Regions from separate parts of the Zea mays genome. Here region 1 is linked to region 2. Evidence: chromatin contacts called from public Hi-C data. All regions are on one chromosome and are shown on one strand. The core of a region is the stretch at or near the end of the contact, and the rest is flanking DNA. Distances in the headings are between cores, read along the strand shown. Region 1 holds the start of LOC100278611. Region 2 holds the start of LOC778432 (CMO protein).

The links. A called contact is a pair of places that touch in the nucleus more often than the background predicts.
Region 1: a contact with region 2 is called in a Hi-C map of ear, with 2.5 times the contacts expected there. The contact joins the promoter of LOC100278611 here to the promoter of LOC778432 in region 2. A contact is called at or near these places in 2 of 25 Hi-C or Micro-C datasets (ear and tassel).

The regions. Positions count from the first base shown.
Region 1 is chr6:97,375,591-97,381,858 of Zm-B73-REFERENCE-NAM-5.0, reverse strand. It overlaps LOC100278611, which reads left to right and starts at 4,537. Exons shown (of 1, transcript NM_001151833.2): 1 at 4,537-5,683. The coding sequence starts at 4,660. The coding sequence ends at 5,592.
Region 2 is chr6:97,125,299-97,132,243 of Zm-B73-REFERENCE-NAM-5.0, reverse strand. LOC778432 (CMO protein) reads left to right here and starts at 4,683. Exons shown (of 10, transcript NM_001112456.2): 1 at 4,683-5,034; 2 at 6,911-6,945. The coding sequence starts at 4,770.

The DNA.
Region 1 (6,268 bases), core at 3,288-5,787, 250 kb before region 2:
CCTGAACCCAGGCCCAGGCACGACACTAAGGGTCCTTAGCCATGCCGTGCCGGCACGGCAGGCACGACCAGCCCATAGTGCCAGGGCCGACCCGGGCACTACGACAGAAAACACACAAAACACATATACATTCACAAAACACAATTAAACATACTAAAATACTAATATTGAGCTATTTAGTGCAACGGCTGCCTCATTAAAAACCTATCTAGGTAAAAACTCACCCTTGTGAGAAAACCCTAGATAGGAAAAAAGAGTACAACCCATAGCTCATTTAGTGTTCTTACATATCACAGAGTGAGAGTCATTGTTTACAGTGTACATTTTAGTTACATGCACATCAGCTGAAATATGATCAAACTAGCTAAATAAGATCAGTCTTCGACATGTGGTTGTGGATCAGTAGGTGTCTAAGATTGAGATGCATGAGAGGAGCCTGGAGTGTTAACTGGAACTTGTTCATCATCAAGATATAGATCAGAGAATGAGTCTTCAAGTTCTTTGTTCTCAACAGTGTGTTGGGTCCTTGCATTCCCTTCCTCCCAGTCCTTGATGCAGGTCAGCATCTCGACCATCTTCGAGGTCAGTCGACGTCAATGCTCCTCGATAATCCTGCCAGTGAGACTGAAAGCACTTTCTGATGAAATGGTAGAGACATGCACAATTAGTACATCCTTAGCCAACATAGAAAGAGATGGGTAGGTCAGCTTGTGATCCTGCCACCACGTCAACAGATTAAAGTCATCATCATACTTCTGGACAGTATAACTATCCAAATATGCTGATAACTCAGAACCAGCCCCAAGAGATGCACAATTGCTTGCTGCTTGCAGCAAATCACTAGCTGAAGTGTGTCTAGAGAGAGAAGCAGATGGAGTGGGGTTGGAAGAAGAACCTGTTCCACCAATTGGGGTTGAAAACAAATCATCATCATCATCACCATATATCATACCCCAGTTAGTCCTTTTCTTACCAGTCCTTGTTGTTTGTGAGGGTCTAACTAAGGGCACTGCACCAAACTTAGCTTCATACTTGTTAAATACCTCAGTTAATTGTGCTCTTACAAGAGTTAAATAACCAGAGTAATCATGGTGTGTGACACCAGCTAAAATAGATAGAACTCTATTGAAGCCCCTCAATTTGGCTCTAGGATCAAGAATGAATGCAAATGAATAGAGAAGTGGAATATCCCTCCAGTACTTAAGGAACTTAGTTTGCATAGGAAAAACAACAGTTCCAAGCAATCTATCATGTTCATATGAATTTAGATGTTTAGCAATCTGAATTATATGATGCATCATCAATGAAGATATTGGATAGTAGACACCAGATAGAACACATGTTGAGTCATAAAATAGTTCAAGGAATACCAGGATTTTTTCAGCAACATACCAGTGATCATCAGACAAAAGCAAAGGTCCACCTACAGCTCTAGGGTAGTGAGTTTGAATGAACACATCAAATGTGTTCCTGTAAGGCAGTAGATGCTTAAGCAAAAGGTAAGTGGAGTTCCACCTTACCTCCATATCCAATCCAAACTTACGAGGACATGTATTCATAGCAATGCAATATGATTTGTATAAAGCAATGCGTTGATTAGAAGAGTTCAAAAATGATATAGCAGTTCTAAATGATTCTAGATAAGGTTGAATCCTTTTTAAACCAGACTTAACAATCAAATTCAGAATATGACATGCACACCTTTGATGCAAGCAAACATCCCCAACATAACCACTAAGTAGAGGAGTAAGTCTACCCATAGCAGAGGTATTAGCAGAAGCATTGTCTAGGGTTATAGAAAAGGTTTTATCATTAAGACCATATTCTTTTAACACCTCAAATATTCTCTCAGATATGTTTTCACCACTATGTGAGACATCAATTAGCCTTAGTCCTATTATCCTTTTTTCCAATTCCCATGCAGAATTAACATAATGTACAACAACACTCAAGTAATCCTCTTTAGCATTCCCAGACCATATATCAGATGTCACAGCAACAAAAGAAACAGAATTTGTATTCCCAGACCATATATCAGATGTGGAAGCTCTATTTCTTACCCGAGAACTAGTAGGTGTGTCTGCCTCAGCATCGGCCACAACATTGTCAGGATCTATGTTGATGGGCTCCGGCTCAGTTGAAGGAACAGCAGCCTCACTGCCACCAGTTTGGGCAGGCACAGTGTCGTCGTTGGCCATCAAGCACAGATCACAGAGCACAGGCCACCAGATTAAGAACTTACCAAAGCCGGAGCACCAAATCGGTCCCTTACGGCTAAAATCACAGAACAATAGAGTAGATTAGGGTTTGAACCAACACAGATCACAAATACAAGCACTGGATTAAGAACTTACCAGAGCCGGAGCACCAGATCGGTCCCTCACGGGCGGATCAACTCATAGAACACAAGGTAGTAGAGTAGATTAGGGTTTGAACCAACACAGATTAGAAATACAAGCACTGGATTAAGCACTTACCAAACCCGGAGCATCAGATCGGTTCCTCACGGCGGCTATAATCAGAGAAGGTGTTATAGTAGATTAGGGTTTAGGGTTGGTACACAGATCACAAGAACAAGCACCAGTTACAATACACAAATCACAAGAACAAGCACCGGATTAAGAACATACCAGAGCCGGAGCACCAGATCGGTCCCTCACGGGCGTCTAAAATCACAGAACACAAGGTAGTAGAGTAGATTAGGGTTTAGGGTTCGAACACAGATCACAAACATAGATCACAAGAACAGATCACAAGAACTAACACAAGATTAAGCACTTACCAAAGCCGGAGCACCAGATCGGTCCCTCACGGGTACAATCACAGAGCAAGAAGGCAGTAGAGTAGATTAGGGTTCGGGGTACGAACACAGATCACAAGCACAGATCACAAGAACAAGCACTAGATTAGGAAGTCTCAACCTCGTCGGAGATGTCGGCTAGAGGCTGAAGAAGACGAACACAGAAAGCTTACCGTAACCAAAGCCGTGACCAAACCACCAGGCACCAGCCAAGCAGCTACCAGGTGAGGCCGTGAGGGGAAGCCAGGGGGACGGTGAGGAGGAGCGGTGGAGCACCCTACCGGAGTCGGACCGTGAGGTGGAGAGGCGGAGTCGGACGGTGAGGCGGCGGCGGAGTCGAATCGCCCCCAAATCGCCAGGAGACGGAGAGAACGAGGGCGACACCGCGAGAGACAACGGGCGAGGCGAGAGAGTGTCTGACGAGGCGGGCCCAGAGGAGAGGGGGCGACGGGATATTTGGTCATCGCAGTAGCCGTGCCTAGCCGTGCCTGGGGCTTAATCGTGCCGTGCCCGTGTCGGTCCAGTGTGCCTGGTGCTCGGCCCAAGCACGACACTACCTATCGGGCCGTGCCGGCACGGGCCCGGCTCCACCCGTGTCGTGCCGTGCCCAGGCACTACGGGCCGTGCCGTGCTCCGGGTCGGCCCGATTAGCCCGGCACGGCTGGCCATCTATACATCTGATGCTTCACAATCAGAGCAGTGCACATCAAAGATGATCCAACATTGCTTCAGTAAATATTGTAGACCGATAAACTAATAATAATAGTTCTTTTTTCAACACGGTTAAATATGTTATCGATGCATGTAGCATATATGTTGCATACTTGTTATCAATGCATGTAACAACAAAGCAATGAGACATGCACCTAAAATGGCTATACCGGCATCCATAGAGTTTTATTAGAATTTACTTCTAGTATCACGTGTGTGTCGTATATTTCATCTATAGCCCTCCTCAGCCATGTGCATTATATTGGGACGGATGGTGGTGACGAAAGTTATGCTCGCTCTCTGGGCTGATGATTGTCTAGGGATGAAAGTAGATATCTAAATTTTTAGGACAATTTAGTATTTTAAAAGGATCCCTATGAAATTTGGTGTTGATTTTTTATTATGCTATCAAGAACATTATTACAAACAAGAATAAAATGTCGTATAAATTATTTTATGCGTTATTTACTCCCTGCAACGAAAAAAGTGAAAAAATATTTGTATTTGTATCTAACTTTGTATTTGAATTTTACATCTATCATTTGAGAAATGATATGATAAATTTAAGTAGTACCTTTTATGACTCTTTACAAGCTAAATGCTAAAAACAAGAATACACAGCTTTATAGCGGATTCTATATCATATTTGTTCGTAATAAAAAAATTGATATTTGAATAAATATTTATTTCATCACTACAAAGATTTCCGTTCTGTTACGTTTCGTGCATGGTGTTTTTATTTGGGCTTTGGCCCGTTAAACTTAATTAGACTAATTAATCCATGTATAACTTTTTAAGTTTCACTGGCTTGTCCGAAACAAACTATACTACTCAATACTCATGCATGCATGCATGCACAGGGCTGGTGGAGCTAGCGTATGCATGTCCCCGTGTCTAGCTAGATCGATGTCGATGCCGGTATCTATCGGTCTCTATCTATTCGCGTGCGTGGCACAACTGACAACGGCTACGGCTAGCTAGCTGCCTAGCTCTATATAACAAGGCGTGCGAATTCTCCCGGTCCCAGTTCAATCAATCTGCACCCGTTCCGCTCGTCCACCGTTCGCCTACGCCGCGCCGCGCTTGCTCACATCCGCCGACCCTACCCGCCGCCGGCCTGCCTGCATCCGCCTTCCGCCGCCGCTACCATGGCCGACGAGCAGAGCGGGCTTCCCCTGCGGAGGTGGAGGCCTTTCTTCGGCGCTTTCGAGGCGATCGACGGCGTGATTGAGGCATGCGGCTACCCGCGCTCCGAGTTTCGGGACGTGCGTGGCGAAATCGTCGTGCTGCTCCGCGGCGCCACGGATGACGGCGTGGCCGAGCAGCTCTGCGCCGCGCTCGACGACGTCATGGTCGAATCCCTCAAGACGCTGCTGGTCGCGCCCGTCCCGTACGACCTGCTGGCGTCCAGCGACCTGGCAAGGACCGTCGGCGCCCTTGGCAGCCACGGGTCGTTCCGGATCCGGAGCCTCGCGCGCGACGTCGTGCGCGGGTGGAGGGTGGCCGTCGAAGCCTCCTGCACCACTGCTGTAGCGGTGAAGAAGAAGCTCGACAATCTCTCTGCTGATAAGATCCCGCTCCCACGCGCTGCCGTCGACAAGGTGCACGAGAAGAAGCTGCACGTACCGTCTGCCAAGACGCTTCCCGCTGCTGTTGAGGTACACAACAAGAAGCCGCGCGTACCATCAGCAAACATGCTTCCCACCGCCACCGTCACTGCCACCGCTGTCGAGGTACACAACAAGAAGCCGCACGTTCCACCAGCAAAGACGCTTCCTTCCGCAACAATTCTATCGAACCAACAGAAGAACATGAGTGAGACCAAGAAGTCAGCTGTCGCCGAGAGCGAGAAGATGGAGGCTACTAAACGCAAGCTACGGGAGGGTTACCAAGAAGCCGATGGAGTCAAGCGTCGACGCAGCATCCAAACCATCAGGGAGGAGGAGGGGAAGCTGTTGGAGCAGAAGCAATGCAAGATGCATGTGTCCCATCGTATGGAGAGAGGTCCAATAGGATATAGGACTAAGACCTCATCAAGCGTCAGCGGTTCTCGAGCTCGGCTTCCTCCTCACGTGCTTTAGGGCCGGATCTTGTTCTTGTGTGACCATTATTTGTACATTTTTTATGTCAGTTATATCTCCTGTTTATGTATAATGACAAAATTTATCGTCCTGCTGCTACTACCTTGTGTGTGCGTGCACCATTGCTCATTGAACACATAATAAGCATATATATATATATATTTCTAGGCAGAGACGACGCGTCGACAGATAACACTCGACGTGCTAAAAAATGATTCATATACTGGATTCGAAACTAAAGCAAGTGAATTCCATGCTCGTCAAATACAACTAATCGAAATGCGTAGACGCAAACTGTAGCCAGAGTACGTAGCATCTTCGGTCTTCAGGCATTGTAGAGTGAACTGAATTTTAATTAGTCACTGTAATATGTAATCTATGTGACGTATAGCTAGATCATTTTACTACATCTTTCCCGAAAGTTCAGCTCACTAGTTTAGACTGAAATTCTCAACCGTCTGCAAGAATCTAGCGTAGGACGAGACATGCAACTGGATTCAGCTGACATGCATGCAAGTTACGTTTGCTGATGCAAAATATTAATTACCATGTCCGGTGCATCGTGCAGGACGAACATCTACATCAACTTGCCGCCAGTGGCGCCGCCTCTGGGAGGCGAATACGGCTAGTGGGGTCGTTCTTGGGCGCTTACGAGGCTATGGCTATGGCTACGGGT
Region 2 (6,945 bases), core at 3,434-5,933:
AAGCTTGACGACTGCCAGTTCGACCTCTGGAAGCAGTCCTACGTGGCCGCATACGCCGCTGTGTACGGTAAGCTCCGGGGCAGCCGTCACTTGGAAGCGGTCCAGAGCGGCTGCACTGCGTTGTCCATCGTCAAACAGGGGGATCTCATGGTCGTCGCCAACACCGGCGACTCTCGGGTTGTTCTGGGCACCGCATCCAACAACGACGCCATCACGCCGTCCAGCTCATCATCCACCTGAAGCCCAACCTACCACGTAAGTTGCTACTGGTCGGCCATGAATTCTTGTGCGCTGGGACGACGGTCGTTGCTGACGTTGTGTGAGTGTCCTCGAACAAGATGTATGTAGAGGAGTAACACATCTGGTGGTGCAACGGCCAGGTGTATTACCTCGCTGATGAGCCCGGGATGCACTTCGTTTGGCAGCCCAGCCAAGAGGCATCGGTACTCGCCATGTCGCGCACGTTTGATGACTACTATATCAAGGATTGTGGCGTCATCTCGGCGTTGGAGGTGACGCAGAGGAGGACCGAAAGCAATGACCACTCACCATTATCAGGGTAGCTTTTTTGCCGGCATGTCTTTAATTCTCTTCACAAACACACACACTTGCCTTTTTGTTTAAGCAAGCGTGTATGGTGGTGTGTACCTGATGACTGACGATGTACGAGAGAACTTCTACCGGCAGGTGTGGCACGTGCTCTCCAATGATGAGACCATGCAAATCATGGCATATATTGAAGTCTGCATGATACTGATGGTTGCAATGTAGTAGTGAAACAGCTAAATTAAAATAACAAAATTTATGTATGGCCAGGATCACAAATAGGTTATAAAACATTTTCTTATAACAATATAAGACACATTTTATATATAAATTATCATGGTATTATATGTTTCTGTTGCAACGCACATGCACTCACCTAGTATGATTGATGTATCGTCGCAACGCACGAGCATGATACTAGTAATATATATAAGGCAATGGGTCCGAGAAAAATAACAAGTATATGGGTGCCTAGATCGTCATATTTGAGATGCTAAAACAAACAAAAAACTATGAATCATAAACCTAAAATAGCAAAAAAAAACATATAGCCTGGGTATTTGAGATCCTCACAGTTACGGTTGTAGTGGTCCTAGTAGCATCTAAGAATGTCTAGGACTCAACAGTTCTATGACGCATACCAAAAAATCTAGGATTCACAAACCAAAAAGTCAAACGTAAGAGAGTTCGACTCATAAAAATATACTAGGTCATTGCCCGTACGTTGCAACGTGAACATATAATATTTCGATAACTTATATATATACATATGTGTTATATAGTTATGAGATAGAGGATGACATTGAAGAGAAACTCAAGCATGTGACGCACGGGCACTCACCTAGTGTATTATATAAGATAAGTCAGTGCCCGTGTATTACATCTGGAACATATAATATCTCGATAACTTATATATACAAATATGTATTATACGATTATGAGATGGATGACAACATCCGCGAGTCGTCCGGAATGATATCAAAGAGAAACCCAGGCCTGCAACGCACGGGCACTCACATAATAGTGTATTATATAAAATTTAACAAGAAGATTTAATGGCAAAATTTCAAAATCAATAAATATAAAATAAACATAAGCATAACTATCTATTTCATCTATTTTTTACATAATACGATCAAGGTACTCTTGTATATTTCCAGGACTGTTAAATCGATATGTGTTCCCCTCGTATGTCAACAGATCAATAAATAAATTCCTACGCAGAGTCGTACCATCCTGTAAAAATGGTATAAGTAATATTATCCTTAACTACAAATTACATATATGCTATTATTCTCACCATACTAAGTTACGCTTTTAAACCATTGTCCCACCACTCCATAATGTGCAGAGCAAAATGACCAGTATTAAGACTGAAAATGTTACCAACTTTGTTATATTATGAAATTATAAACATAACATCTATATATATGACATAATAATTTTAAGTAATTACCCTTTTAAGTCGATTGGAGCATTAGGTCGAATTGAATGTCGCCACATATAAATGTCATGTGACCATCCAATACGTTCGACACCGTATACATCCTTATATTTCTTCGAAATAAGAAGAATAGCTTCCCAAAATATTTTTAGTGGTATATCTTTGCACCATTCTAGAGTAGGTGTGAAATTAAACACATACACAAATTTGTTTGCATGATTAATAACGAAAAGTACATAGCCGGTAGAGTATCTCCATGGCATAAGAACCTGTAAACCATGAGACATTAGAATTATATGTTTGCACAATTTATTTAACTATATAGATCAAAGGAATTCTGACTTACAAATTTGCAAAGTGTGATGTAATAATTCATTTGAGGCCAATTATTTAATGTTTTTATCAACTCTATCACGCTATGATCCTTATATGACTTCGCTTCTTCGTCAAAACCACACATTTCCTAGAGAAAACATAATAATATAATAGGGAAGTGCCCGTGCATTGCAACAGGAACATATAATACCATGATAACATATAATAACACGATAACTCATGTACAAATATGTGTTATACCGTTATGAGAAAATGTTTCGTAATCCATTTATGATACTAGTCATACATAAATTGTTATTTTATTCTAGTTATTTCACCACTATATTGCAATATCATACAAACTTCTATATATGACAGTATAATACTCGTGTGTTGCAACAACATACAAATATTGGATGCAATGTTAGTACGCAACGATAAATAAACAATACATATACTATCATCAACCTCAATGTGTGTAAGTGTGTTATATGCAAAGGGAGCATTGCTCAATCCAGGAACGAAAAAATGTAGGAAGGTCTGATTTTATTTTGGATAACAATAAACCTATAATTTCAGATGATATGCGATTATATTTTATAATAAACCTATCTTATGTCTCCTTTTTTAGATGAATTAGATCCTTTATTCTTTATTTTTTTCTATTTATTAGGCTTTGGTAACGAGAGTCATATACTCATATCGATGCCTTTATTGATTGATCCACGGATACACAAAAGATAAAAATAAGAAAAATAAAAGTATTCATGTAATCAAGCCATAAAATTGCATGAAGACTCCATCCGATGGGGTACAATATATTGCAAAAAAATTGCAAGAGTGTGGGGCTGCACCAACAAAATAACAACTGTGTGAAAGAGGAGCCACCTAAAGATAAATCTTGTACAAGAAATATGAGAATTCAATCATAGACCAACTAATAGAATAATCGTACAAAAATAAGTTTGGCCAGCAAGCAATGTTCTTAATTAAATATCCTGATGTTTGCAGTCATATCATTTAACACTATGACCAGATAAGAAGTGACTCAGTACCAACAGTGGTGAGGTCACACATTTCTCAATGGCGAGAACAACACCATCCTTTGTCTTCAACCCAATCGCAGTGGATCTCAACTGTATTAGCAAAAGAAATAACAACATAAGCATCACTTCATCACGAAACCCCACATGAATCCTGCAACTAAAAGGTCCTAGCATTTTAATACAAGTATTTGTCCTTGAGCTATTCTATACTTAATGCCAATGGCACACAACAACCTGACTGGCAAGGGATAAAAACTAAAAAAAGCTTGGCATTACATCTCAGATGACATAGTACCAAACTAACGAGACACACAACCACAAAACATTGCAAATCACAAACTTAAATTAGTAAGAACAAGTGAGACATCTCCAGAGTCTAGAGTTCATCATACAACACCATCCATTCATAAATCACAATAATTTGTTAATCATAAGAAACCCACCTACTCCCTTTCAGGTTTTGCACTCACACAACTGCCAAACCCCCAAAAATATGCCCCGTACAGCCACAAAAACACATAACTTCTGCTAACACACAACAAAACCACATACCGCAAGTCGACATCTTGGCATCCTCGTTGCTCAGATTCAATCGAGCGCCTCGCCCTCTAGCTACGACCAGTGTTCACCTAAACAGCAAACAACGGAAACCTATTCAGTTTAGGCCAATAGGCCATAAATGGCCCTGCAAACAGTCGATGCAGACCATGTGGACGACGCACTGGGCAGTGTAACCAGCGATCTAGAAACGAAGTGTTTCAGAGTCCTGGGAAAATTAATCACAAACAAAAGCAGCAAGCGAGGAGGCGAAAGGGCGCGTTAAAGGGATACCAGCTTGGCCGTCTCGGGTAGTAAAAGGAGACTTGGGAGAGAAACAATGTTTGTCTGTAGAAATAAATTGAACAACCACAACATAACACAAAACAACAGTAGTTGGCTTGGTTAAGCGTGGGCTCCCCTATAGAATCAGTCACAGTTCGAACCTTGTACACCACATTTTTTTGCCGCGCGGGAGGGAGGCGAGTGGCAGAACAGCCACCGCGCGGGAGGGAGGCGAGTGGCAGAACAGCCAGAGGCAGGCTACCCTTATAGCCTCAATAAGTAGTATATAGAATAAATATATGGGCTTATATTTGTGATTAGAAGTGAATACAAATCTTAGCAACTCGCAAATAAAATAAATTTCTAAAAAGAAGTTTTTTAGGAGACTGTGCAGCCACTGAAGTAATGGTACATTATTACTGGGCCCTTTCTGGGCCGGCCCAACCAGGGGAAGTGGAGGAACGGGTCTAATCGTTTTTTCCGCGAAACAAACGCCATCCGCCCGTTAACGACCTCCAGGAAGGACCGCACTCCTTAGTCCTTACACCCACCACCACCAGACCCCTGTCGCACTCGTGTGCCGGCCGGCGACGGCGATGATGGCGACTGGCCGATCGCTCGCCGGGGTATACTCCGCCAGAGCCACCCGCCCCATGCCTCTACGCGCCGGCGCACGGGCGCCCTGCGCCGGTGCCGCCGCGGCCGAGCCTGCGGCCGAGCACGTGCGGAGGCTCGTGGCGGAGTTCGACCCGGCGGTCCCGCTGGACTCCGCGGTCACGCCGCCGAGCGGGTGGTACACCGACCCGGATTTTCTCCAGCTCGAGATCGACAGCGTCTTCTTCCGCGGGTGGCAGGCTGTCGGTAGGCTCGATTCCCCCGTCTCGACTTGAGCTGCGAAAATCCATTTCCACCGAAGATTGTCCGTCTGCCAAGTGCCATGACTTAGGAGATGACCTGTTAGTGATTGTTGGAACCATAGGGTGTGTTTGGTTTGATGAATAAAGTGATCTATCTTCTTCTCACTCCTCACATAGAATGAGTCGATCCATCACCACCCTATTTCTCATAAGCTAATAATTAGTATATATGAGAAGTGGGTTGATTTCACCAAAATTGATGAAATTAACTTATGATGCATCACCTCATGAGGCATTGGATGACTTCACAAACCAAACACACCATTAGCCCACAAACCAAACACACCATTAGCAGGCGTGCTAGTGATCCATTCCCATCACTGGATGAGTGGATGGGACCGAGAGAGTGAGAGGGTCGGGTTTTTGCACTCGAGCCTTATGCTTCCATTGCTTTGTCTTTCGACTATTAAGACGTTATTAAGAGAATGGTAATAGGATCTCTTACCGGTGGTAATGGTAGTTATAATTGGATTGATAGTAGTATCTATTACTACCGGAAAGAGCTCAACTAAACAAAAGTATATCCATTACCCATGAATTCCAGGTTTAGTACTGCAATGTAACACTGGCTGGTTAGGATTTGTATTTTTAAGATCGACCCATAATTTATCATCGCATACTATTTCTTCAGTACATTGTTCACTAAATGTACTGATCTACATGTTCACATGTTTCAGCTTCTGCCAGCTATGTTACCCTGACACGGGGATACGGATATGTGATACGTCGATACCCCGATACACCATTTCTCAAAAAACACTGATACGACGATACGTAAATATATATTATAAATAAAAATAAATAGCAGGATTATTAGCGACGTACAAAACTACCTTCGCTGCCACTGGCCTCAGTAGATACAGAAACAGAAGCATTTGAACTCGCTGGTCGCTGCCATGGGATCTAACAAGACCGGAGTTGTACCGGTCAACAAATTGAGAAGCAAGGAGTTTGAGAAGCAAGAAGGGAAGATAAGAACACAGACCTACAGATTGATTTGTGGCAAAGGTGTGCAGGCAGACACAAAACACACCAACGTCGACCTGTGGATCGATGGGCGTCACTGTGACATGGATCGGCGACAATGGCCACAAACCCACAGTCTGGCAGCGGCAGCTACAGACCCACCAATCATCGGGCGGCAACTCCAATCGGCAACTGATGACCACATATCGATTGCGACAGCAGCCACGAGCCCACGGCTCATCAGGCGGCGGCTCCAATCAATGAACGGCAGCCACAGACCTCATGGCGGCGGCACCAATCGACGGCTGGTAGGCTGATAGCCACAGACCTCACTGCGCGCCGGCGACTGGCAGGCTGACGGTCACAGACCTTGCGACGCGCCGGCGGCTGCTCCAATCGGTGACTGACGGGTGACGGCAACGGTGGCCACAAACCGGCAAACTACAGTGGAGGCGACCGGACCGGCGAACTACAACAGAGGCGGCCACATACCGACGAACTGCGGCGGTTGGGGACGCACAAGAGGAGGCAGGGAGGTGGCTTTGGGCAGTGATTATGCGATACAGGAGCACGAGTGTATACTACGAACTAGGGTTGGGACGTATCCCGCAGGTATCGGAGAGGTATCCATGGAGTATCCGTCTTTTTTTATTTATTTAAATCTGTAGAAATATCCGATATTTCTCCGGTACGTATCCGTAAGTATCCGAGAGGTATCCGTATCCGATACGTTATCCGACACCATTACGTGAGTTTTGTGAAGTATCTGCGCATCATAGTCTGCCAGCATCCGTAGTTACTCTCTGAATGCTCATTCCGTGACACCTTTTAAATTTACAAATGCTCTTTTCCAGGTCACATATGGCAAGTGAAGAACCCAAATGATTTC